Linked DNA regions of Triticum aestivum: region 1 is linked to region 2. Evidence: chromatin contacts called from public Hi-C data. All regions are on one chromosome and are shown on one strand. Each heading gives the region's core, a stretch centred on a gene start, on an enhancer-like site or on the middle of the called end of the contact. The rest is flanking DNA. Distances are from core to core; before and after follow the strand shown. Region 1 holds the start of LOC123079646. Region 2 holds the start of LOC123079643 (CTD small phosphatase-like protein).

Evidence for each region. A called contact is a pair of places that touch in the nucleus more often than the background predicts.
Region 1: a contact with region 2 is called in a Hi-C map of leaf, with 9 times the contacts expected there. The contact joins the promoter of LOC123079646 here to the promoter of LOC123079643 in region 2. A contact is called at or near these places in 4 of 5 Hi-C or Micro-C datasets (leaf and root).

Annotation. Positions count from the first base shown.
Region 1 is chr3D:458,218,178-458,225,253 of IWGSC CS RefSeq v2.1, forward strand. It overlaps LOC123079646, which reads left to right and starts at 4,712. Exons shown (of 3, transcript XM_044502443.1): 1 at 4,712-5,229; 2 at 5,310-5,649. The coding sequence starts at 4,727.
Region 2 is chr3D:458,058,360-458,066,042 of IWGSC CS RefSeq v2.1, forward strand. LOC123079643 (CTD small phosphatase-like protein) reads right to left here and starts at 3,660. Exons shown (of 6, transcript XM_044502441.1): 1 at 3,207-3,660; 2 at 2,158-2,286; 3 at 1,951-2,071; 4 at 1,781-1,862; 5 at 824-977; 6 at 320-737. The coding sequence starts at 3,530. The coding sequence ends at 603.

The DNA.
Region 1 (7,076 bases), core at 3,462-5,961, 160 kb after region 2:
GTGATCCAGGAAGGGATCACATGACAGCGGTCGAACTTATCCTTAGTATCTAGTGGACTAAGGAATTTTCTCGATTATGGAGGTGGAAAAGGAGTTCGTCGTAAAGGGTTACGTCGATGCAAACTTTGACACTAATCCGGATGACTCTGAGTAGTTAACCGGATTCGTATAGTAGAGCAGTTATTTGGAATAGCTCCAAGTAGCGCGTGGTAGCTGCATCTACAAGATGACATAGAGATTTGTAAATCACACACGGATCTGAATGTTGCAGACCCGTTGACTAAAACCTCTCTCGTAAGCATAACATGATCAAACCCTAGAACTCATTGAGTGTTAATCCACACGGTGATGTGAACTAGATTATTGACTCTAGTAAACTCTTGGGTATTAGTCACATGGCGATGTGAACTTTGAGTGTTAATCACATGGTGATGTGAACTAGATTATTGACTCTAGTGCAAGTGGGAGACTGTTGGAAATATGCCCCAGAGGCAATAGTAAAATGGTTATTATTGTATTTCCTTGTTCATGATAATTGTCTATTGTTCATGCTATAATTGTATTAACTGGAAACCGTAATACATGTGTGAATACATAGACCACAACATGTCCCTAGTAAGCCTCTAGTTGACTAGCTCGTTGATCAATAGATGGTTATGGTTTCCTGACCATGGACATTGGATGTCATTGATAACGGGATCACATCATTAGGAGAATGATGTGATGGACAAGACCCAATCCTAAGCATAGCACAAGATCGTGTAGTTCGTTTGCTAAGAGCTTTTCTAATGTCAAGTATCGTTTCCTTAGACCATGAGATTGTGCAACTCCCGGATACCGTAGGAATGCTTTGGGTGTACCAAACGTCACAACGTAACTGGGTGGCTATAAAGGTGCACTACAGGTATCTCCGAAAGTGTCTGTTGGGTTGGCACGAATCGAGACTGGGATTTGTCACTCCGTATGACGGAGAGGTATCTCTGGGCCCACTCGGTAATGCATCATCATAATGAGCTCAATGTGACTAATGAGTTAGCCACGGGATCATGCGTTACGGAACGAGTAAAGAGACTTGCCGGTAACAAGATTGAACGAGGTATGGGGATACCGACGATCGAATCTCGGGCAAGTAACATACCGATAGACAAAGGGAATTGAATACGGGATTGATTGAATCCCCGACATCGTGGTTCATCCGATGAGATCATCGTGGAACATGTGGGAGCCAATATGGGTATCCAGATCCCGCTATTGGTTATTGGCCGGAGAGGTGTCTCGGTCATGTCTGCATGGTTCCCGAACCCGTAGGGTCTACACACTTAAGGTTCGGTGACGCTAGAGTTGTTATGGGAAATAGTATGTGGTTACCGAAGGTTGTTCGGAGTCCCGGACATGACGAGCAGCTCCGGAATGGTCCGGAGGTGAAGATCGGTATATTGGACGAAGGGTATTGGAGTCCGGAATTGTTCCGGGGGTACCAGGCTATGGCCAGCATGTCCGAAAGGGGTTTCGGAGGCCCCGGCAAGCGTTGGGGGGCCTTATGGGCCAAGGGGAAGGGGCGAACTAGCCCACTAAGGGGCTGTGCGCCCCTCCCAACCCCTCTCACGTAACCAGGAGAGGTGGGGGCGCCACCCCTAGGGCAGCCGCCCCTCCCGGCTTGGGGGGCAAGTTTCCTAGGGGGTGGGGGCGCCCAAACCCATCTAGGCTAGATCCATCTAGAGGGCCGGCCCCCTCTCCCCTTCCCCATATATATATTGAGGGGGTGGGAGGGCAGCCACACCCTTCCCTTGGCGCAGTCCTCTCCTCCTCCAACTCCTCCTCCTCCTCCGTAGTGCTTAGCGAAGCTCTGCCGGAGAACCACGAGCTCCATTGCCACCACGCCGTCGTGCTGCTGGAGTTCTCCCTCAACTTCTCCTTTCCCCTTGCTGGATCAAGAAGGAGGAGGCGTCCCCGGGCTGTACGTGTGTTGAACGCGGAGGCTCCGTCCGTTCGGCGCTAGATCGGATCCTCCGCGAGTTGAATCGCCGCGAGTACGACTCCATCAACCGTGTTCTTGTAACGCTTCCGCTTAGCGATCTTCAAGGGTATGAAGATGCACTCCCTCTCTCTCGTTGCTAGCATCTCCTAGATTGATCTTGCTGACACGTAGGAAAATTTTGAATTATTACTACGTTCCCCAACAACTACATCATACGTAAGAACCCCGTGCACATCATATTTGCATTGCCCTTTAGTCTACTAAATTTCATATTTCTTTAACAATGGTAACCCAAAGAACTAAAGCACTTCGTTGATCTATCATGATCGTGGATTGCCAGAACTAAAGCACTCCACCATGCCGTCAAGATCAGAAATATGCATGTTAAAGATAAGCAACAAGAACATCAGGTAATAGATTTCATTGATTACCTGCACAAATAATTTTCAGCAATAGATCTCATTTGTTACAAAATTATATTGTGCAATACCCATACATCTCATGCCACTGTAGAACGCAACAAAAAACAAAAAAATTGTACTACGAGCACGCCAGGACCACCAAGAAGATGCATCCAAGGTTTGATCTGATCATTATTGACTCAAAGCGCAATGGAAGGAGAGTCGGTGGAGATCCCAACCGCGAGGATGTTTTCCCTCGGATAGTTCTCAGACGGTCCCTCGGACAGCCCTTCGGAAGGCCCTTGGACAGAAACTTGAACAGTCCCTCGGACAGCCCTTCGGGAGGCCCTCGGACAAAACCTCGGCATATCTCTCGAAATAGGAAAAAGTCCATTTTAAACCTTGAATTTGTAGAGGTTCGGCGAAATGAACCCTCAGGTCGAAATCCCGGTCGATTGCACCCTGAACTATGCAATCCCGGTCTAAATCGAACCTTCGGGTCGTTTGGATGGCCGGGATTCGGACATTTCGTACAGGGCGCACACCAGCTCCTGCTGGGCCAGCCCGCTTTAGTTTTCTTCAATTAAGAAACAAAAATTCGCAAAGGGCGCTACTCCCTGCTGGGCCGGCCCGCATAATATTTTTCGTTAAAAAGCAAAAAAAAAACTCTGCTCGAACACGAGACCCCATGCTGGTGCTATTTGAACGAAAAAAAAGAAACTTCTGAACTAGAATTTCAAAAATAAAAATATTTTACAAAATTTGAAAAAAAATCACGGATTTAGAAAAAGTTCAACAATTTTGAAAGAAGTTCATGGGTTTTCAAAAGAAAAGTCCACGGATTTGGGGAAAAAATTCATAGATTTTGAAAAAGAAACTGTAAAATTGAAAAAGTGTTCGTGCATATTTTTCTTTAATATTTCTTTACTTTTTTTTTGTTTTTCATGTATATATACAAAGTTCATTGCGTATATTAAGGAAATGTTCACAGTAATTTCCAAAAATTTCACTCATTTAAAAAATGTTCATCTTGTATTAGAAATTTGTTGTATATCGCACAATTGTTGAATATTTATTCCAAATTTGTTCAACATATATTACAAAAATGTTCATTTATTAATATTTTTTTTAAATGCTATCATATATTTGCCGCGAGTTTGAATTATGTTCCACCACCTTTTCATTTTTGTTCGCGTGTCCAAAATGCGTACAATACAAATTTTGTGCGCTTTTTAAAAAAAGTTTCTGTTTTAACTTTTTTTGTCGCTAAATTAAAAACATTCCTGTTATATATTTTCTAAAAATACTAAAAACTGTTCACAATCTCAAAAAGTGTTCGTGTTTTTCGTAATTTGTTTGTTTTTCAGATTTTTTTTGAAAATTGTTCACGTTTTTGGAATCTATTTGGGGTTGCAAATTTTGTTCATGTTTCATTTTGAAATCAGAATTACAAAACACCTTCACTTTTCCAAAAATATGTAATACAAAAAAGTGCGGCATCTTAAAACTGCTAGCAATTTTCAAGAAATGTTTTCGAAAATGTTTTCCAATCTCAACGCTGCTGTCTATTCTTATATATTTCTGCACCGTTATGTTTAGGTTGCTGTTCGTGATGTAGTGGCTAATGGCTCTTGGTTGGTCTCCGCGGTCGTGGGATCGAGTACTGGTACTCTCTGTTGTGAATTTCATCATTTTTTGTCGCGCGGAAAAGGAAACGAAACAACGGGCGGGTTGGTGGGCCGGCCCAGTCTATCAAGCCTGTGCGTTGAGTTGCTGATATGCCGCCCCTTGGCCCATCAGCTACACAAATCCCGGTTAACTGTAGCCAGGATTTAATTTAGACCGGGATTGCCTAATTTAGGGTGCAATCGACCGGGATTTTGACTTGAAGGTTCATTTCACCGAACACCTACAAATTCAGGGTTTAAAATTGACTTTTTTCCTCGAAATAAGATCAAAACTACGACCTTTCTACCGGGTTGCACACATCCGATGACAACTAACCAACAAGGCTTCGCCGTCCAGAATTAGGCCCTACAGAAAACTAGACAACCTATCGGTGTACGAAACTATTTTGTGAAGAGGGAGATAGAAAGCCAGATCATTGCATGACACGGTTGAAGCGGTCTCATTATCAGACATGTACATGGTGGAGGTTGGACAGCCGCAAAACCTCCCCAGATTTGATGCCGGTTTGTAAGAGTTCGGATGCGTGAATCCATTCATAAATATATATGCGGGACGATGTTGGATGGCAGAACAAGATCCACACGCGTTGAAGATGCCATGGCATAAAAAAGACAACGGCCTTGCGGATTTTGCAAAGCTGCTGCCCGCGTGTCGCGTCATGGTTGCGCTCGTGTACAGCGCCGCTCATTCGGACTGGACGCGTGGACAGATTACGAGAGAGATGCACCGGAGCACCCACGCCGCACGGTGGCCTGGTACTAGCACACTGCGGCGCACCACACCACACCACACCGTGCACGCTTCGGTTTCGGCCACGGGAAAACGTTTGGGGATGGATGCGCTGGGCCTCCTGGGCCGCGTGTGCCGCCTCGGCCACTTCTGCCGCCGCAGCACGGCCACTCCTCCCCCTCCCTCTCCCCGCCCCCCTCCTCGCAGCAACAGCGGCAGAGCCGTGCGCGCCGGAGCCAGAGCCACCTCGTCGTCGGCGCCGCAGGCGATGGAAGCCAAGCGGGAGGAGGAGCCGAGGGTGGTGACGCTCCGGCCGGTGGAGGCCACGCCGGAGTCCTTCGCGCCCTTCGGGCAGGTCATCGCCGCCTCCCCCGACGGCGACCAGTTCGGCCCCCACGACGCCCAGCTCGACCTCAGCCGCGGCATCCCTAGGTTCGATTCTGCACATACTAGTACCAACGAATCATCCTCTTCTACTCTGTCCTGGACTAGAGCCCTCTCCGCTTTGGCAGGTTCTACATCATGAGATTGGAGAGTAGGCCGCTCAAGTTCTCGTCCATCACCCACCACGCCAGCGTCACGCAGTGCCTGGGCTCCATCGGCGGCCAGGACTGGTACCTCGGCGTGGCCAAGCCTTCCATCCTTGACGGGGCGACGGAGCAGAGTGGTGGCGGGACTGCCGTGCAGTCGCGCGCTGGGCATTTCTATCTGCCTCCCGATCCGTCCGAGGTCTGCGTCTTCCGGGTCTCTGGTCCCAAGTTTCTCAAGCTGCACGCCGGGACCTGGCACGCCGGGCCGCTGTTCAAGGCAGACGCCGTGGATTTCTATAACCTGGAGCTGAGCAACACCAATGTGAGTGATATATCATTGCACTGGTATTATATAAGTTCATTACTGGATTTAGTTCGCTTGGAAAACAATAGTCCCATCTGGCTTCTAATTAATTCTAGGAAGTTTTGTCCAGCTTTGCAGTTGCAGTGTCATTGTTGGTTGGAATAAAATTGAACGTGTTCGTTTCGTGCGTCTTCTTAGAGCAGTAGCGCCTCACATATCACTGGTCTTAATTTTGAAATGCAAGAGAAGTCACAATACTAAGATAAGAGTTCATTTTGAAGTAGCTTCTATGGTAATACTGTAGACAATACTGAAGTTGCGGTCTCAATTTTCAGAAATTTCATGAGGCAGTTCATAATATACGATTTTTTGTGCATTTTTCACACTTCGCACACGAGTACGTTACCTCAAGTTTTAATTTCAGAGAGTTTGTCAGACAGTTCATGATGAGTTCACAATTATGTACGCATTTCAATTATAAAGCTTTCAGTTTCACTTAGGCCATGTGCTAGTGCTACCCACAGTGGTACATTCATCCTGCCAAAAGTGAACTATTGTGAGCTGGAGTTGGAAAACCACCAACCTTTCTTATACTGCTATTGTTTGTAGAGTGGGAAGGCTATTAAAACTATTGCTGCTGCATTATCATCTTATAGATGTTCATCATTCATCCGCTGGAGTTGGAAACCAACCTGTCCTATCCTGTCCTAGGTTGAATAGTCTAAAGTAGTGTTGAAATCCCGATGTACTCCATCCAGATTTTTCTAACGGAGGAAATGTTGTGCACCCAATCTAAAAGAGCTCGCATATCCTTTAGAGTTTAGATCAAGCCCAGTGTGTTGTATCAAAAAGAATTCAGTCATGTAGCTGATTACATCTCCCTTACCAGAAGTTGGCTATACACATCAACTTTAAGTTTATCATCTCATCGTTTCTTTAGGGCATGAAATTATAAAACTATGTTATTTTAACCTGGAGGTGAGCAACACCAATGTGAGTACCATACTGCCATGTCGTTGCATTTATAAGTTCATTCTTGCATTTAGTTTGTCTGGAAAACAGTTTTTTTTTACACGCAATAGAATTGCGCGTCATATCGTTAAGAGAGGGAAACAGCTGTTCCATCTGGCTTCTAATAATTCCGAGGTAGTTTTGTCTAGCTTGGCAGTTGCAGTGTCATTGTTAGTTATAAAACTGGACTTCATAGCACCGACCTTAATTAGGAGACCTGAGGGAAACCACAATACTAAGATAAAAGTTTCTTTTGTGTACTTCTATGCTAGTGTAGACAATACTGAAGTTGCTGCCTCCATTTTCAGAAGTTTCATGAGGCAGTTTAGTTATGATATATGAACATTTGTGCATTTTTTACACTTTTTGACAAGTACGTTAGCTAACTCTCAATTTCAGAAAGTTTGTCAGACCGTTCATGATGAGTTTGCAGT
Region 2 (7,683 bases), core at 2,410-4,909:
TGGTAAAATGCTGGTAACATTCCTCGATTTTTGCATCCAGAAACTCAAATAAGAAGCTTCAGTACCTCTTATCACGTCCAGAGTCCAGACAGCAGAGATTCTGACAAAATTGGAATGCCAGCAAGCTTAAAATCCAGGTCTTGTGACTTGTAAATGTCAGCAAGCTTAAATATCAGATAGTTAGATTTATAAACACACGATTTTGGCGAAAATGCTGTTAAAATTCCCTGGACAAGTTTTTTTTGTTTGTGAATTTTACCAAACATTTCTCACTGAAACCTTGATTAAAAGTTAATGCAGCCTCTTGACATCATGATAATAGACCTTGAACTGTGCATTAGATTAAATGAGCTATCAACAAGCAAATTTACAACAGAAGGTGATATACAACAATTGATGTTACCACCGATACAAATAAGACATTCTGCTAGATTACAATTCCTTTACCTCCAGACATGGCAATCCCGTATGAACAATGACATGATCTTATATCAGGGAAGAGAATCTAAAAATGAATATAAATAATAATGTACAAGTGCTCTCCCCCTAATAAGGGACATATGGCGTGGCAGGCACTTGATTCTTCTCCACCTAAACAATTCTTAGAGAGCCTGATCAGTTCGAGGGATCCCATGCTTTTGGAACCATTCTGGCATATGAAACCTTTCGTACAGGGCTGGCCTCACATCTCTCTGGACAGAGAGATGCTTCAGGAGCGGGAAGATAACCTCCATCAGCTGAAAAACAGTACAAAAAAAATCAATGAACATGTACAAATTAGAGGACCGGAACCATTGAATGACTGGTGTCCATTATCAGTTACTTGATCGTCTGAGTGTTGTCCAGCTGAAAATGGAACACAGGGTATTCCATTCAAAGGCTGCACTATGAAGCTGAACGGATTGTTGTCGACAATGACGATTCTACTGAAATCTTTTGACAGGCAAGAAAGATCTTTCACATGCTCTCTGTATTCCCTGAAATTGCACACCGCTGCTGATATCAGAAAATGAACTTGCTCGCTACTGTAAAGGTTTAGGTTATTGGCAAATAAGTATTGTATGCACTATCAGCCAGTCTTACTCCAAACAAGTATTATGTGCAAAAACATGCATGCAGAGCCGAAGAAAGCACCATCGATTCATTACTAAAGACTAGCACAGGGACATGCCTTGTAGGCAAGCAGAATTGATGAGCTGCTTCTTTCTTCTTTTTCTAAAATTGGCGCTATAAGGCATGACGGAGGGTATGGATGGACCATGAAGAAGAGACAATAAATCCCTTATATTCTGGCCGCCCTGCCTTTGCAGTGCGGCACCCTTCATGGCTGGCATTGCACCGCAGAGATCCAGGGTCACGCCCCCCAACAGTGCAGACTGTAGATATCTTCGTCGCTCTAATCCTTACACTACTCAAGTCTCACACTGCAGATTACCATCTTCGCTCTAATCTTTTCAGTAATCACCCACTGTATGGTACATTTGGTGCATGACATGCCTTAAAAGAAAGGATTGTGTTAATATTGTCAGTTTGTCACTCAAATTGATGGGAAACGACCAATCTCTAGTATTGAACTCATACAAATTATAAATAAACTACATGCGCTTTTCCACCTAAAGAACTGCTGGTTTGCATGTAACATTCAACTGATTAGTTGTGTACACATCACAGGAAGCAAAGTAATGATGGCTATCATCAAGATGCAGCAGCAGCAACAGCAACAGCAACACAATGTTACAAAATCACCTGTATCCTATGGGGAAGTTTCTGTAACACTTACGTAGTAACAGTTGATGGACGATAAAGACGGAGTTTGAACCTATTGTGAGCATCTATTATGTCCACTAAAGGTCTTGCATAACCTGAGGAGAAATTTGGACAGGTATGGTGAGGAAGCTGACTGGGATCATGTGACGGGAGAGATGAATAAAATATTAGCAGCCACCATACCTTCCAAGCCCGCTGTAAAGAGGATAAGATCTGCGAATTCACTAGTTTTCTGCAAGAACTCATGCAGACCAGGACGTTCAAAGACAGTAACATGATTCACCTTTTGTTTTCCTTCAACATCCTTTACAGCTCACCAGAAAAAAATTCCTTTATCAGTAACGATTAAAAGGATAACACAATAAAGTAGCAAGAGCCGAAGGTTGGTACCTTATCAGTTGATATGCACTCCATGTCAAAGCAATGTAATCCAGCTTCAACAGCTTGGGTGCGTACAATAGGAGGAAGACCAGATGATTCGTACGCAGAAACTAAAGTCTCGTCCAAGTCAAGCACTACCTGAAAGGCAGTCCATATTTGTTCAGAGATAATGAATGAGTTTACAGCAGAATCGTTAAAGCTGACTTCACACTAAATGTGGCTTGGATTTAGTTTTAACACAAATATTAATTCAGTTGATTCTATTTTGTGGGAAGCCATAAGCTCATCATACTAAATACAGTATGCTTATAAGAACCCTGTTATGAGTATATGTGCCAGTAAAACAGCACACATGCCGATTCATCTATCATCACCAAATGCGTAATATCATAATTCATATCCAATCACGCTGCCAGTATTGACGGGCAGACTCAGATATCTTCTCAAAGAACACCAGCGACAAGAAGTTTCCCAGAAATGGTCTCTCACAAATTGACTACAAGATCAGTGATCAGAAACAATATATTGCCCAATTAAGTATTTGATCCAGTAAAGGTAGCAACACCAGGATCCTGTAAATTTTCTGAACCAGCCCTTGTCTAGAGATGAGATTAATGCAGTTGTTGGCTAATAAATCAATAAGCCCTTGTTTTGGGATGGAAGTGGCTACTAACACCAACTAAGCTTTTGTTTTGGATTTGCAACACAAGTGACTCTAGGTGTTCGTAATCGGAGACGGTGATTATTTACCACCCGACACCCCGAAATGGCCTGCTCTATATCACACATACTAATTCAGCAGCAAATAAAACATACTATCAATCAAAGCTAACTGAATTAACCAGGCAGAACACCCAATTAGCTCAAACCAACCCCTCCGCCTAATCCCAAATTCACCAGCTCGAAGACAGAAATGGACGGCAATTGGATGGAGACACTCCTCCTACATCCACTTCCTATCGGAAATGGAATCCGTCTCCTTCCAAAGTATCTATCCCCCCCTGCGCAGAACACCGAATAGCTCCAAGGAACCCAATGAAAAACCGAATCTTCCGTACCGTGAGGCGTTGGAGGGGCTCGGGCGGGGGCGCCGGGACGGGGGCGGCGTCGGCCGGGATCTCGGAGCGGAGCGGCATGAAGGCCACCTCCGGCGACGGCTGGTCGGGGGCGGCCGAGGCGGATGAGAGGAGCGGGTAGCGGAAGCCGACGAAGGAGAGGAGCTGGGCGCAGGAGGGCGTGCCGCGGAGGATCTGGAGCAGGACCTGGAGGAGGAAGCCGATCCAGCCGACGACCGCCTGCCACGCCTGCGTCGCCGCCTTCCCGCGCTGCTGGTGCTGCGCCGCCGCCGCCGCGGTCGGCGAGTAGACCTCCGCGGCCGCCATGGGCGCCAGGGACGGGCTGCCGGGGCACGCGGCGGGGGGGGAGGGGGCGAAGCGAGGCGAGGCCGGAGGCGACCGGAGGGAGGGGGAGGTGGTGGTGGTCGGGTGGTCTTTGTGGCCGCGTGCACGTACGTGGGGGCGGGCGTGGGCGTGCCCGGGTGGGCTTAGCGGAACAGGGGATCGGTGATTGGGGGGCGGATTCGGTGGGCCCGGCGGTCAGCGAGAGTAGGGCTAAACTGGCGAGCTGCCGGAAGTGTAGTAAATTGTCATACGTGCACCCGGAGTTTTCTCTTGGTCACCAGTAGAAGTGGAGTTTTTTTTTTTTGTCTGCATGCATTTCTGGCTGCTGGCTTGATGCTTATCTGCTCGTGTTAACCTAATTTGTTTTGTTTCGACGAAAGTATCAATGGTGGTGCAGTAATGTTGACAGATTAATCAAGTCAATCAGGCTACGTTGATTTCGTTTGCTCGGCAAAGTTTCGTTGATTTCAAAAGTATATTAAGGACTAATCGTTGTTTTTAATCATGAGGATTAAGATACTTTCTCCATCCCGAATTACTCGTCATAGAAATGGATATAAAAATTGCACTAATTAACTTTAAAAATCACTATTGTTGTATAAAATCATACTCTTCGTCCCATAGTATAAGACGTTAAATATTACTTCCTCTGTTTCTGAATATAAGTCTTTTTAGAGATTTTCCTATGAACTACATATGGATGTATATAGACATATTTTAGAGTGTAGATTCACTCGTTTTGCTTTACATATAGTCCATATGGAATCTCTAAAAGGAGTTATATTTAGGAACATGCGGAGTAGTTTAGTACCATATACTTAGATTTACCAGGTGACGACGCTTCTTTCTACATATGCCGAACTAAGCATAGCTTAGGGTCAGATTTCTTGTGGTGAAATCAACCCATCAGGTTTGAAGTGTTAGACTTGACAAAGATGTTCACATATTTTTTCGGATTTATTCGAGACTTCTCTATGCTATCTTTTAGTTTCAATATGACATGTTGAATTAAGTTTTTTGGAGGTGTTCATAGAAATAGAGTTTGCATGTGTGCGTGCATATGGATAGGTATACATGTGTGCCTTCATAAGTTTTCACCCGCACGTGCATTTCTAGGGATATAATGCACGTGCGAGCGATCATATAGATGAGTGTCGTGCGCATTATTCATGTATGTGATTAACTATGTTAGAAATACATAGAGAAATTAAGATAGTTGGATCAGGTGTTTACATTTTTACTCCGCAATTGCAGGAAATATTCCTTTCTCCCAAAGATGTTATTGCTGTATTGCCCTGCCCTGAAGGGATGCTCGGCCGATATTTCTTTCTTGGTGATTGTACCTAAGTAGGTCATTTTCAGAAAAGTTTGTGCCTAGGTAAGCAGGCACCTCTGATCCCTTTTGTGTTCTCAACAACAATGAAAATGACGTGGGCCATGGTCACTGAATATACTACTAGTAGTGCTGATGTTTCGTGTAAAAGTTTGATAGTAAAAGACACCTAACTGGAGCCAGCCAATGGGAGAGGCAAAACGACCTTATCTTGTTTGTTTGTTTTTGCGAGAAAAAACGACCTTATCTTGTTGGGCCGAAGTCTTGTCTATCACGTGTTTAATACTAATATCCAAATGTAAAAAGAGTATAGTTCCCCCTAGAGTACGGCAAAACATCGGAGAAAGTATCCGGTGAAGACCAAGTGATAGTCATGTTTCAAAATCTCTAAAGATGAAGGTATTGGAGATGAGATCTTCTAAAGAACATGTCAGGTTTCAGTTTCAAATCCCCTAAAAAATTATTTCAGTTTCAAATTCAACTTCGTGTTTGAGCTATGAAAAAACAAAATCCAGCAACCCACAAATGTGAAACATGTTAAATTATTGTGATTGATGACAATTTTTTTAGCTCAAGTGCAATTAAATTTGAATTTGAAACCTTACATGTTTGTAAAACATCCGAAGCATGTGATGTAGTGTTTTAAAGTGTCTTTTAAACATTTCAAACATGGTTTTTTTACTTGGTTTTCACCTTATATTTTTCCAAAACATTGTTGTTGCGCCTAGCCGAGAAACGACAAGCTTCGTTAGTGCAAAACATACAATTCTCTTTTGAGATTACAACCCACAAAACTGCTGCGGTGTGATTGTATATGTGCTACTTACTGTACCCTCTCGGCACAAAATAGAAACACATATTAGCCTAGACTCGCATACTAAGGAAGAGTTAAGGGGTTCCTTATGTTTCATGTGTTGGCTCATATAGTTACTGATCATAAATAGTTCTCTATCGGTCGATGTGCCTCAATTTCCTAATACGCAATGCAAGAAAAAAGTAAAACTATGAACCCCTTTTTACACACACAGACGAAATACTTCGCAACGTGCGTATCTTAAATAGATAGCTTCACTAATCCAATTCTCTCAACATGCAAGCATGCAACATCTATAGGAAAAAGACTCATGACAACATGCAAACATGCATGAGAATTTCCAACTATATAATAATCAAACTTTGACTATCTAGGACAACAACAAAAATATGAGGTATATATCACAAAAGATACACTATTGGATTTGTATTCAAAACAAGTTTTCCACAACATGATTTTTAGGTCATGCAGTTTATATTTTATTAGTTAAATTTATGGTCAAGTTTTGACCCAAATGAAAAGGGGGCTAATAAACCTGGACAGAAAGTAGCTGATAATTTATCAGCAAACGAATATCCATTTCTAAGCCCAGGCTCATCTACACCTGGAGAAGAGAAAATTCACAAAATATAGTTAAAAAATATATCAAAAATCCGATTTTTTTCTGCATAAAAGATAATTTGTTATGGGTTTGGACATATGAGTAGCCCTCAGTAAAAAAGACAAATGATAAGAACAATACATGAACAATAAACTTTTTCATAGACCCTAAATTTGTCAGTTTTGCCGAGAGCTACTCGGACACCCAAATGCTCTGAAATTTGAAGCGCACCTCACGCACTAAATTATCTTCCATGCAATGTATTTTCTAGTAGAAGTTTTGAATTTTCTATTCATCGCGGGTGCAGCTTAGCCTGGGCACCGAATCGCCCCGTACCAAAGTACTGCAGTGTATGTATACCGGCTGAAATTTAGAGGAGTATATTTACATTCTTTTGCGAATCATTTACGAGCGTTTTGCAGTAGGGTACTAGTACAACAGTGCCATGTGGTTTGTTAATGTCCCTGTTAGCGTAGCGAGGGTCCACGCTGAAAGCATGAAGAGATGCTTTGATTAGTTTAGCAGCCATCCTCGGTTGCGTTTACAGATTGGTCTGCACTGGCAGCTGGATCTGGAAAAAGGGGCGACAAAGGAGTGTCATCAGTTCGGCAGCACCGCAACACCGGCACACCTACCTCGTCGAGAGAGGTAACGGGCTTTGCCTACCTCTCGTCGACGCACCAAAGTTTCTTTCGGAACGCTCGCACGGTGCTGCGTCCATTCCTGGCGAAAACTGTGGCGAAAGGAGTATCTGGCCGGCCCTTTTTCTCTTCCCTTCCAGGCGTTCTGCACCCAGCAAACAAAAGTCACAGACACGTGCTGAGAGTGCTATAGTCTCGGGGATTTCTACATTTTCCCCACGCGGCCGGTCATCCTGAGACCTGGCAGAGATAAATTTGCTGCCTAGGAGCATCTACAACCGGACGCCGGACCCGTTCCAAACATGATCAGTGTCCGAACGAAAAAACACCATCCAACCCGCCTTCTCATATCCGGCCCATATCTTAGGCGGTTATGTGACAGCTTTCTCATATCCGGCTCATATCTGGGACGGCTATGGAGACGTATGAACACGCCCGTCACATAGGACTGACTGCTGGAGCCCGTGCCAATTCGGTCATATCCGTCTCCCCTTTCCTTGCTCGAGCGTCACTCTTCTTTTCTTTGTTCACCCTTCTGCGCACTGTCGCCATCAGACCTCCGCCGGTATCGATGCTCCGTTGCCTTCCCCAACTCAAGGCTTTTCCACCGGACGCCCCAACGCACACCACTGCCGACCAGACGGCCACCGGACGGCGTCCCGGTACGTCAAACTCCCCCATATTTTCACCCCGCACTTTACATGCTCGATGAAACATCTGTGCCCGTTTTTTATTCGTTCGGTCAT